Linked DNA regions of Mus musculus: region 1 is linked to region 2. A link is a contact called in public HiChIP or PLAC-seq data. All regions are on one chromosome and are shown on one strand. Each heading gives the region's core, a stretch centred on a gene start, on an enhancer-like site or on the middle of the called end of the contact. The rest is flanking DNA. Distances are from core to core; before and after follow the strand shown. Region 1 holds the start of Tamm41 (TAM41 mitochondrial translocator assembly and maintenance homolog). Region 2 has its middle 20 kb from the start of Gm38876.

Region 1 (6,285 bases), core at 540-3,039, 74 kb after region 2:
CCACATTAAAGAACTTTCCAGAGGAGGGGAGCCCATTCAGGCACTAACGTCCTGGAAGAACACAACAGAATTGTTGGCATGAATGCAGAGAATGAAAAAGAAGAGGAAATAAGGGTCCTCTCTGGGAGAGATGTGTAGGTCAGCTCGGAGGAGAACCTCTTTGAAAACCTACAAGCTGTCTATCGGGAGGTTCAGGAATGCTGTTTCCCAGGCTGGTCTTAAACCATCGGTGATATTACTTAAGATTCGGAGGTAACATGGATAGTTTCATGTATGTACAGATATATGAAGCCATGTTTGCAGGTCAGAGGGCGCGGATTGTTGCTCCCACGCTCCATCTAATCTATTTCTGAGACAGGGTCTCTTACTGACCTGGAGCTTGCCAAGTATGCCGGGAGCCAGGAAGCCCCAGGGATCCACCGGTTTCTGTCTCCCTAAAGCTGGGATTACAAGTGGGTACACCACAATGCCTGACTGAAGGATGATTGTAAAAAAAAAAATGTATAATTATGATAATCTATATGAAGTAACTGGACAGCTCACAATTTCTCATATGCCCATGATCCATACTTTCCCATTTGTTAGAGAAAATCGGTAGGATGTAGAAGAAATTCAAGAAACACCAGGTGAATTTTAACTGGAAGAAAGACCTGGCCAGGAGCTAGACCCAGGATGCCCTACTGTACAGTGACTGAGACTCCGTACTCTGGAGTAACAAGCCTCAATCCTAACTAGATTCCTGTTCAATGTGCTGACCTGAATAAATGTGCTACCTGCCTGGGCCCTACACCCAGTCCATCAACTTCCTGAAGCCCACGGATCATTCCGTATTTTCTCCTTATCTTTCGATGGGATTTTCAAAGTTAGCTTCCAATTAGTCACCTGGGATGTTTTACACACTGCTAAAGTCCTAGGCCAATGAAATCAATCCCTGCAGACAAAACCAGTCTTTGTATTGCTAAAAAGCTATGGAAAACTCCAATGACAAAGGCTGAAAACACTTAAGTAGGACCTGCTACTTTGTTTTTTCCCCCTTCCCACTACATCTCTGCAATGCCACCACCTCTTCCTCATCACTCCCAACTTAGATTGGAGACAGACTACTCATGCCTCACTTATCCTATCAGCTCAGGCTGGTGATGGATCGGCATATAATAGCACTTGCTGCCAAACCAGATAAACTGAGTTCAACCTACCACGACCCACGTGGTGCAAGGAGAGAAACAACTCCCTCAAGTCGTCCTGTGACCTTCAAGTGTGCGCAGAAGTACAGGTGCGCTTGCTATATAATCACTAAGTAAATGTAAACATATAGATTTGCCTGGCGTGACAACACGAGCCTTTTAATTCCAGTACTGTGAGTTCGAGGGCAGCCTTCAGCCAACCCTGACCAGGGAAATCCAAATTCCGCTCACACCGAAGGACACTTTGCTAGGATGAACATTTCAACAATTGGCTCTTGGCGTGTCCGGGCTCCGCAGGAATGAAAGGCATGCGAGGAACGGCGAGGGCGAACAGGTGCCAGGCATGGGACTGGTCGGGGAACTAGGGGGCCTCCGACTCACCTCCTGGTGGGCACTGGGTCCTGCCTGGCGATACACCGCGGAGCCGTAGGCGAAGGCCAAACTCAGGTCCTCCGGGAAGTGAGCCAGGATCCTGCGCAGGCCCACGCCCGAGCTGTGCAGCGCCTGCAGCGCCATGGGCGGGCTGGCCCGCCGGTGGGACAGACGGTGCTGTGCCGACCCTGTGCTCGCAATTCCCGGTCGTGCGGACCGCGCTTCCGCCCGGTCCCGCCCCTCCACGCACGCGCGCTTCAGAGCGGGCAGCTGGCAACCTGCGGGGAGGCCGAGGCTCCGTAGCGCCCTCTAGCCGGCGGAGGAGCACATTACATGTCTATCCTGTGACAACCTGCTATAGAGCCTAGCAAATCCTTTGTAGCACTAAAACTACGAATGGTTATTAAACCATTTAATTAATTAAATCATCCTTATATTGATTTTCTTTTTGCTTTTTGTTTTTTTTTTTGAGATAGGGTTTCTCTGTGTATCCCTGTCTGTCCTGGACTAACTCTGTAGACCAGGCTGGCCTCAAAGCATTCAGACAGGGTTTCACTGTGCAACAGCCCTGGAATTTGCTATATAGACAAAGCTGGCCTCGAACTCACAGCCATCCACCTGCCTCTGTCTCCAAAGGGCTAAGATGAAAGCATGAACTACCTCATTCACAACCTTGTGGAGCTATCACCTCTAGTGCCAAGTTGTAGGAGCATTTGAAGATTTAGAAAAACAAAAGAAATGTAAAACATGCCGGCCCAGGGGATTGTGATTGCTAGAAACTGACTGTGGTTTCTTCATGTTAAAGGTCTTTTTCAAGTCTGATAATAAATAAATGTTCCATAAAAGGAAACATATTGTATAAATATTCCCTCACATTTGCATTCAATTTTAGAGTCAGAGAAGTCTTCTTGCCCCTTCAGGGATGGTGTCTTAGTCAGGGTTTCTATTCCTGCACAAACATCATGACCAAGAAGCAAGTTGGGGAGGAAAGGGTTTATTCAGCTTACATTTCCACATTGCTGCTCATCACCAAGGAAGTCAGGACTGGAGCTCAAGCAGGTCAGAAAGCAGGAGCTGATGCAGAGGCCATGGAGGGATGTTCTTTACTGGCTTGCTTCCCCTGGCTTGCTCAGTTTGCTCTCTTATAGAATACAAGACTACCAGCCCAGAGATGGTCTGACCAATAAGGGGCCTTTCCCCCTTGATCACTAATTGAGAAAATGCCTTACAGTTGGATCTCATGGAGGCATTTCCTCAACTGAAGCTCCTTTCTCTGTGATAACTCCAGCTGTGTCAAGTTGACACAAAACTAGCCAGTACAATTGACCCCTTGTCAACCTGATACACAAACACATCACTAGTAAGCCTCAACCCTTACATTCTTATTCATCCCCAAGATCTAAATAACTTTAAAAGTCCCACAGTCTTTACATATTCTTTTTTTTGGGGGGGGGCTTGTTTAAACACTTTATTCAGAGGCTTGGGGAAAGATGGTAGAACACGCTGTCTGCTGTCCTGCGCGGGGCAGACCTTAGAGCAGTCCCGGTCGCTAAGAGCGTCTTTACATATTCTTAAAATTTCAATCTCTTTAAAATATCCATCTCTTTTAAAATCCAAACTCTTTTTACAATTAAAAGTTTCTTAACTGTGGGATCCACTAAAATACTTCCTTCCTTCAAGAGGGAAAAATATCAGGGCACAGTCACAATCAAAAGCAAAAATTATCCAATGTCTGGGATCCAACTCACAATCTTCTGGGCTCCTCCAAGGGCTTGAGTCCTTCTTCAGCCCTGTCCTTTGTAGCACACAGCTTGTCTTCTAGGCTCCAGATGTCTGTACTCCACTGCTGCTACTGTTCTTGGTGGTCATTCATGGTACTGGCATCTCCAAAATGCTGCTGTCTTCTGCTGTAACTAGGCTTCACCAATAGCCTCTCATGGCTCTCTTCATGGTGCTAAGCTTCAACTCCTTTGCATGACCCCTTCAGTCCTGGGACATTAATTGCTACTGAGACTGCACCTTCACCAATGGCCTCTCACAGTGCCAAGCCTCAGCTGCTCTTTATGACCACTTCATGCCTTCAAAACCAGTACTACCTGGGTAACTCTTACACATTACCAAGTCCTGATGCAGCAAGAGGTACAACTTTGGCTATCTCTGGAACACAGCTTCTTTGGGCTTTCAGAAAACACTTCCCAGAAGATATCATCTCAATGATGCTGGTCCCTCTTAATCACTGCTAATTTCTTAGCTCCAGCTAACCAGCACCAATAGTCCCAGTAATGCCAAGTTTTCTTTCACCTTAATAGTTCTGGTATCTTGTTAATCACAGCTGATTCTTCAGCCCCAGCTAACCAGAACCACAGAATTGTCACAATCCAAAATAGCAATGGCCCTGAAAAGAGTCTTTAATTTTCCCTCTGAAATTTCACAAGCCAGACCTCCATTTTCTGCATTATTCTCAACATTATCTCCCAAGCTCCTACACAACATCTCACAGAGCTCTTAACACCGAATGGATCTTCTGTCCCAAAGTTCCAAAGTCCTTCCACAGTCCTCCCCAAAACATGGTCAAGTTGTCACAGGAAGACCCCACTTCTGGTACCAATTTGTCTTAGTCAGGGTTTCTATTCCTGCACAAACATCATGACCAAGAAGCAAGTTGGGGAGGAAAGGGTTTATTCAGCTTACATTTCCACATTGCTGCTCATCACCAAGGAAGTCAGGACTGGAGCTCAAGCAGGTCAGAAAGCAGGAGCTGATGCAGAGGCCATGGAGGGATGTTCTTTACTGGCTTGCTTCCCCTGGCTTGCTAGCCTGCTCTCTTATAGAATCCAAGACTGCCAGCCCAGAGATGGTCCCACCCACAAGGGCCCTCCCACCCTTGATCACTAATTGAGAAAATGCCTTACAGCTGGATCTCATGGAGGCATTTCCTCAACTGAAGCTCCTTTCTCTGTGATAACTCCAGCCTGTGTCAAGTTGACACAAAACTAGCCAGTACAGATGGTATCACAAGGGCCTTTAATTCCCATGCCTTTTCTGGAGAAAATGGGATCCTGAGGTAGAAGATATCATAGAGTTCTTTACACAGTGAGAGAAACCTGCTCAAGATGGCAGGAGCCTTCAGGAGATGGCTGAGCTCCAGACTCTTTCAAGCTGTGCTTTCTTCTCTAAGGTGCACTGCCTCTCAAACATCAACACCGCCACCTGCAGTCCCAGCTCCTCGTGGGGCTAAGGCAGGAGGGTGGCGAGTTCTAGGCAAGCTTTAGCAAGTTTGAGGTTGGACTGGGATACTCTGAAAGTTCCTGCTCTAAAACAGCAGCAGCAGCAACAACAAACTGTTTGGGCTGGGTGGTGTGCCTCAGTGGTTAGGGCTGGGTGCTGTGCCTCAGTAGTTAGGGCTGGGTGGTGTGGTTCAGTGCTAGGGAGATTGCCTAGCACACACAAAGACCTGGGTTCCATCCCAACACAGCAAATGACAACATACCATGGCTGCAGCTGTGGCTCAATGATAAGTTTCCAGCACCCACAAGGTGGCTCACAACCATCTGTAATTCCAGTTCCAGAAGATCTGATGCCCTCTTCTGAGCTCCAAGGGCACCAGGCATGCAGGTGACATACATACATACATGCAGGTGATCCCTCATACACATAAAATAAAATTTGTTTTTAAATCTTTTTTGTTGTTGTTGTTTTGGGTGGGTTTTTTTGTTTTTGTTTTTGTTTTGTTTTGTTTTGTTTTGTTGGTTTTTTGAGACAGGGTTTCTCTGTATAGCCCTGGTTGGCCTGGAACTCACACTGTAGATCAGCTGGCCTTGAACTCAGAAATCCTCCTGCCTCTGCCTCCCGAGTGCTGAGATTACAGGCGTGTGCCACCACTGCCCAGCTTTGTTTTTAAATCTCAAAACAACAATCAACATCTGACTAAGGGACCGGGGAGAGGGTCCTGCTAGAAAAGTGCTTAATGTGTGCCAGCCTGAAGACCTCAGCTTGGATCACCAGAACCATGTAAAGCTAGGTGTGGTGGCCCAAGTGTGTAATCCCCAGACTCCTGTGGTGAGATGGGTGGCAGAAACAGAATAGCTTGAGGGTTGTCTAGCTCATGGTACATACTGGAGGACACTAAGAGACCCTGTCTCAAACCTACATTGGAGGTTGTCCTCTGACCGTTATATGTGTGCTGTGGTACTTCTGCATGCATGAGTATGTACACACAGACAAAGAGAGAGAGGGAGAGGGAGAGGGAGAGGGAGAGGGAGAGGGAGAGGGAGAGGGAGAGGGAGAGGGAGAGGGAGAGGGAGAGGGAGAGGGAGAGGGAGAGGGAGAGGGAGAGAGAAAGAATAAGTAGTACCATCACCCGCTTTTTACAGGTGACGATCAGGAGAGAGCACCTGTCTTGAGCTCACATGAACATGTGGTAAAAGCGGAGTTCAAGTTCAGGGCTGGCCACACACCAAGGTCTCCCTCACTCTAGTGGGTCTTTGAAGGGTTTTGAGCAGGGACCCAGTGGGGTCAAATAACCAGTGAGAAGCGTCAGGGAAAGGAAAGACTGAGCCCTTGCAACAGTGTTGCCATGAACAAAACCAAACCAAACAAACAAAAGGCCTGGTCCAGCAGGTGGATGCCGGGCTAACCCCGACTCACTCAATTGGAAAGACGGTTTCTCGGATTCAAGCTCTCCACACTGCTCTGAGGCAGGTGCTGAGCTTTTGGCTATGTAGGAACC
Region 2 (6,428 bases), core at 680-3,179:
GATTCTGGAAGCCTCGGGAGGTCAAGCTTTGCCAGATCACTGAGAGGTGGGCTCCTAGGATCTGTGGCCTTCCCTTACTGTGTCCTCCCTGCTTCCTGTTTGTGGATAAAAACAAGATCATCGCCGGGCAGTGGTGGCACACGCCTTTAATCCCAGCACTTGGGAGGCAGAGGCAGGCAGATTTCTGAGCTTGAGGCCAGCCTGGTCTACAAAGTGAGTTCCAGAACAGCCAGGGCTACACAGAGAAACCCTGTCTCGAAAAACAAAACAAACAAACAAAAAAACAAACACACAAAAACAACAAAAAAAGATCACATGATCATCTGGCTTCCTGTTCCCCTATGTCTTCCTTGCAACAAGGTCTCTAGCCCTCTGAACCTGTAAGCCAAAATAAAGTTTTTCTTCCTCAAGTTGCTTCTAGCCATGATATGCTATCACAGCAACAGGAAAGTAAGACAGTCCCTTAAAAGCAATGATGCCCGGGCATGGTGGGACTCGCCTTTAATTTCAGACTTCAGGACACCAAAATGACTTCCCCTCTGTAACTTGGTACCCACAAGCCATTCTCTCCCATCCACCCCTTCCTCTTTTTACTATGTTTTGTTTTGTTTAAGATATGTGTGTGTTGTGTGTGGTGACCATTCAATACACACATATCAATACACAAGTCAGCACCAGGTGTCTTCTGCAATCACTCTCTACCCTACCTGTCGAAACCGGGTTTACCACTAGCCTGGACCTTGCTGATTTGGCTAAACTTGGCTAGCCAGATATCTTCCTGTCTCCATCTCCACAGTGGAATTACAGCCTATTAAAAATCACTCTTTCTGCAGGAGTGCCACTAAGGAACATCTACAGGGGAGCCTTTGACACCCCAGCTTTCCATCCCTGGGCATGTCCAAGCATGGCAACTGACCCACATAGCTATCCTTGGAAGCATCCGGGATGGCAGGGAATTGGTCAGCTTTGACTTAGACCTATCTCCTTATGTCTATACATCATCATGTCTGAAAATCCATCAGGGCAGATGCCTGGAATACAGGAATTATCCCCACATGGCCTATGAATTTAAAATATACACGCATATTTAAAGTCCTCATGAGGGTTCTCCCAGGTACTTATTAACCTCCATAATGAGCTGCACAGCACGAGCCAGTACTGTTGGCAATGGGCCCCATGGTCCTATAATGTGGTCCAGCTGCTCCAGGTATGTCCCCTTTCCTGCAAGAGCTCGAGGCCCCTCCCATGACACCTCTGCAGGAGATGAGTATCCTCTAGGTTGCTTCACCCTCCTACCCTTCTAGTTGGGTTCGTTGGGCTTCAGGGAGGAGTAGCAAGACGCTGCATCAATTCATCTCTACCCATAGTTGTCTCTGCCTCCCTCTGCCTAGCACAGAAGACCTCAGTGCACTTGGGCTGAACAAAGGGGCACTGTTCTGGGCCAGAATCCTAAAGGAATGTCCTGCTTAAGTACGTAGTGTTTCCTCATGCTACAGTGGCCCAAGGCTCCACTCTGCAGCATTCCTCAGCCCCACAGAAAGGGAGGGGATGCGACTTGTGTCTCATCTTCTCACTGATCTCAGATTGTAGACAGTGCTACCATGCAATGTCTAACCACCTCAGTCACTGCAATGCCATTAGCACGGAAAAAAAACAAAAAACAAAAAACAAAACCCTGCTTTTTCAAAGTGCTGAGCATAGAATCCAGGGCCTTAAGTACACTAGGAAACCGTTCCACCCTGAGCTACCGGCTCAGCCCTGACTACACAGCTCATTCTCAGCCTCCACAGTACAAATGCATAGCATAGACTGTGAGCCACCTGAACCATCGTGGCCATAGTGCAAAGCCAAACTCTCAGTACACTCCATGACCCTTGTGCAGTGCTACCTGCTGCCAACATACATTCTTTCTGCTGCCTGGAGTTCATTCATCTCCCTCAGGGAACCCAAGGAGAGTACACCATGTGACAGGCACACACTGACATACTGTGTCTAAAAGCTGAAGACTTCGTGAGCAGACTCCCAATTCTTGGCATTTTTCAACACTGTCGTCAGCCTACATGAAAGTGAACTGTATGACTCACAATCACCTGTAACTCCAGCTCCAGGGTATCCCACACCCTCTTCTGGCCTCAATTCTCAGCCTGTCAAAACCTAGATAAGTCTTCTAACTCAGGATCTACAACAGCATTAGGCCATACTGGCCACTGCTACTAGTAACTGTAGTTAGCTCTCTTAACCTACTACAATGAAGTTCTGTGAAGCCACCGTGAACTGGGGCTGGAGAGCAGAGTGGGCAGTTAACTCCATACTCTTAGAGGACCTGGCTTCAGTTCACAGCACCCACATGGCAGCTCACATGATCTATACGTCTAGTTCTGTGGGCTTTAGCACCCTTTTCTAGCCTCAATGGACTCTGCACACATGTGGGACACACACAGACAAGCACACATTTGCACATAAATAAAAACAAATAAAAAAATTTCAAACTCCATAAATATTCAATGGGGTTCCTTTCAGCCTCTAGACACATTTTGCCAACTGACTAATAGGCAGCCTTGTTTCAAAGTGTAGTTCTGCTTAAACACATCTTACTGGACATCTGCAGGCTCATTAACATGGAATTCACAGCTTTCAGCTCTACCACACATCCCAGAACCTCATCTTTCTCACAAGACACATTTTCCACACGGGAGGGACACCAGTCCCCCCTAGCTGAAGGACCTGATGCACGCTCACCATCACGCTCAGAGGCTGTTTGAAACAAGTTACCAGAAAAAGGAGGAAAGTGAAGAAATCATGGTACTCATACTAGCCCCTCCCCCAACACAGGCCAGAACGTGGCATGCTTACCCACAGTGCCAGCACTGGAACAAGACGGAGCATCACCCTGTTAAACCTCCTTTGGGAAGTGTGGAGAGGCTCAAACCTGCCTGACCTCCACCTACCCACAGTGCAGGCTCTGCCAGTCACAAACTGTGGTCGAGCGGGCAAATGTGTAAGTGTGGATGGTGGCAGTCGGCTATATCTCATTACCAGACACGAGGCATAAAAGACACACAAAGGAGATTCTGAAAGGTTTCCCTCCTTTGCCAAAGAACCATTAGACTGTATCCCACACAGGTTTCCGCCCCCTCCCTCTCGTGTCAACACTTTCTTACGTTCCTTGGCAATATCTGCCATCCGTTGCCCTAAGTCTCTTCTCATTGCTATTTGCTTGTCAGTTGGATAAACCCCTGCCAACCAGCTGGCACCACTCACCTGAACTCACCTAGTCATCTATCAAATTCCAACAAGCAGCCTGTATTAACCCTAAAGGTTCCCTCTTAGAGCCACGACCGACCCTCAGCTGACATGTCCCTTTGGAGGTGGCTGTTTCCTTGTTTGTTTTACTTTTAAAATAGGGTCTCCCTTACCCAGGTTGCCTAGAACTTGACCTGCAGCCCAGGGGACAGGCTTTTCTGCCTCAGCCTGACAAGTGCTGGGATCACAGGCGTGTGCTGCTACACCAAGTTTCAGAAAGTTACCCCCACTTTCCTCTTTCTCCAGGTTCTCCTATCTGTTAGTGCCTTATCTCAGGCACTAAACAAGACATTACCCATGTCCCTAATCCCCTTTGAACATTTCCCAGATGTTTGGCTTGTTATCAGAACTTTCAACTGCCATTATTTTATAAAATCATATTCAAAGTTCCAAGGAAACTTTTCATGTTTGGGCACCTTCCTAGTTCCTAATTGAATTTGTTTGTTTGTTTGTTTGTTTTGACGATAGAGTCAGCCCCCCGCCCCCAGTATAGAGCTACTTCTTTGGCTAGACTCTCAGAAGCCAAGAGAACATCTGACCACCTAGAACTTGAGTGACATATGAAAGTTGCCATGGAGCTGTGGAGAACCATACCCCAGTCCTCCGCAAGAGCAGCAATGCTTGTAACCGCTGAACCATCTCTCCAGCCCCTATGCCCAGCTTTTAAATGGGTACTGGGGATCTGAACTTGGGTCCTCACGCTCCTTCAGTAAAGACTTCACCTACCTGACCATCCCCAGACCCATGACCTTCACCTACCTGACCATCCCCAGACCCATGACCCAGCTTTTATTATCATTCGTTTTTCTGTTGGTTTTTTTTTCTTCTTAAAGTTGTACAGATAATCTATAAAAGGCACCCTTAGGAGACACAAAGGAGGACTCTGCTGCTGGGATGGTTGCCTTGGCAACCACCAGAGGAAGGTTACAAGGCTGACTTCCAGAAGACGGAAAGGAACTTTCCCTTACAGAATATTTAATGGTGAAAGTTTTACTCTCAAAGCCATGTCTGCAAGAGGTATTGAAACCTTCAAGTCACTGGGGAACCAGCATCCTGGACCAAGTTTATGAAGCACTTTAAACCCCTCAGAGGCCTTTCTAAGCCTGACACAAAGTCTGAGCAAAGCTCATTACTCTTCTGGAATTCTGGAAACTCTGGTGTACTGGAATAAAATATCAGTCTCTCACAGAAAAGAATAAATAAATAAATAAATAAATAAATAAAACACACTGGATATGGCTCAGCAGTTAAGAGCACTGCCTGCTCTTGTAGAAGACCTGGTTTCATTCCCAGCACCCACATGGTGGCTCACAACCATCTGTAACCCCAGTCCCAGGGAAGTGAAGCTATCTCCTGGCCTTCCCAGTACTGCATGCACATGGTATACAGGTATAAATGCAGGTAAAACACCCAAACATATAAAATAAATCTTCAAAAAGTTTAATTAGACAAGAATACAGACTTAAAAATCTGGGATATTGAGATTTAACTGGGGCAGAACCAGCAAGGGGCAGGGCAAGAAATCAAGTCTCCAGAAACAATGAGCTGGGGCTGTTTTTACTACTACATTCACAGTTCTGGAATGCAGACGCAGTTATTTACAGCAGAATTGTCTTCATAACTGTGCTCTGGTCAACACAAAAATTAGTTCACATTCTCTTCAAAATCGAAAGCAAAGGCAGACTGGCCAGAAATGCTAAGCATGTGTGTGTGCTCACACACACACACACACACACACACACACACACACACACACAGGTAGCAAGGCAAATCTGCCTGAAATGAATTTTGTCAAAGTTAAAACCCAAAGCATTCCAGGTGTGGTGGCACATCTTTAGTCCCAGCACCTGAGAGGCAGAGGCAGCCTGGGCTACAAAAGGAGTTCCAGGGTAGCCAGCGCTATACTGAAAAGCCCTGTCTCAAAAAGCCAAATAAGTAATTGAAAAAAATAAAACATAAAGCAAGGAAAACAACTCGTCAGCCAAATATAACTGAAACAAGGAGGAGAGGGGGTTTACAAATGATCTTGGGTGCTGAATCTTCGGAGGAAAGTACCCATAGATCCATCATTTAAGAGCGAGCGGGAGAGAACTTGCTAGAATGCACTATCAGCTCCGAATCAGCGCCACCAAGCCCTAAGGTCTTAGTCCCACTCTTGGCCTCGTGGGCATGCGCGGACTCCTAATTAGCTTCTGCGGGGAACAATGACCGCAGAGACTGAAGAGAAGTTAAAGTTTGGCATGCCAAAATGGCATGCAAAACTGACCTTCAAATCATAAATCGCAAATGGACCTGTATTGTTTTATTACTTTGTTCTCAGAAAGTAACAAACAAACAAACAAATTGGTGCCTACCTTCTTGGGTTTAGAAAAAAACAATGTAAAACTCCACAGCCTGGGTGGAAGCTTTCAAAGATAGGGTTCTGATGGACGTGGTGGCTCAGGCCTTTAAAGAGGCATAGGCAGGTGGATCTCTTTGGGTTTGAGGCCAGTCTGATCTACAAAGCGAGTTCCAGACCGGCCAAAGCTACAAAGAGAGATCCTGTCTCCAAAAAAAAAAAATAATAAAATAAAATAAAAATAAAAAATAAAGCGGGTTGTGATAAACACTCCAAGACCGCCCACCTCCCCCACATCAGGCTGCTGGTTCTTATTAACCAGAGGAGAAAACAAGAGGAACAGACAAACGGGACCAACGATCAAAGTGAAACCGACTTTTTAATCATCTCCTTGAGAACGGTGAACGCAGAGCCAGGAAAGCGCTAACGACCAGGCTGCCCCAGCAAGTCCTGTCATCCTCGCCTAAGACCTCAATGTCTCTGTGTGATGAATTCAAGACTCTTGAGCAAAGCGAAACAGAACCCCCTAAAAAAAAGGCAAAGACCGGAGCTTTCCAGGGAGGCCTCATACAGTGTAGGAAGATCGCGCAGCCCTATTTTGAGCAGGGGCAGGGAATGTACGGAAAGGGCCGGGTCCCGCAGCCCTCGCGCAGCCCAGAAGCTCCGCGGCCGGGACCCAGCGGATGCCTTGCTTCAGGGCCTGTGCTCGCGCCCGGGACCGGGGTCAGCTGGAGCTGGACCGTCCCGAGAGCACGAGCAGGCGCCCTCGGTCCGCGTCGGTTCCCTG

Evidence for each region. HiChIP or PLAC-seq counts read pairs in DNA pulled down with a chosen protein or histone mark.
Region 1: a contact with region 2 is called in an H3K27ac HiChIP or PLAC-seq map of trophoblast stem cells, with 16 read pairs. The contact joins the promoter of Tamm41 here to the enhancer-like site in region 2. A contact is called at or near these places in 11 of 39 promoter capture datasets (the C10 cell line, cranial neural crest, embryonic stem cells and 7 more), 1 of 15 datasets of contacts at CTCF or cohesin (CD8 T cells), 8 of 484 Hi-C or Micro-C datasets (the HL-1 cell line, the N1E-115 cell line, cortical neurons and 3 more), 11 of 115 datasets of contacts at active chromatin or transcription factors (the SCID.adh cell line, embryonic stem cells, forebrain and 4 more) and 3 of 9 other capture datasets (adipose tissue, liver and pancreatic islet).

Annotation. Positions count from the first base shown.
Region 1 is chr6:115,036,085-115,042,369 of GRCm38.p6, forward strand. It overlaps Tamm41 (TAM41 mitochondrial translocator assembly and maintenance homolog), which reads right to left and starts at 1,790. Exons shown (of 8, transcript NM_026894.1): 1 at 1,566-1,790. The coding sequence starts at 1,700.
Region 2 is chr6:114,962,387-114,968,814 of GRCm38.p6, forward strand. It overlaps a transcript of Vgll4 not described here. Among named protein-coding and RNA genes, the nearest start is that of Gm38876, 20 kb to the left of the region's middle. Within about 2 kb of position 1,930, at least 55 of the 459 cell types and tissues checked have an H3K27ac peak or open chromatin away from gene starts, as enhancers often do. A contact at or near this core is called in trophoblast stem cells, where this site is marked.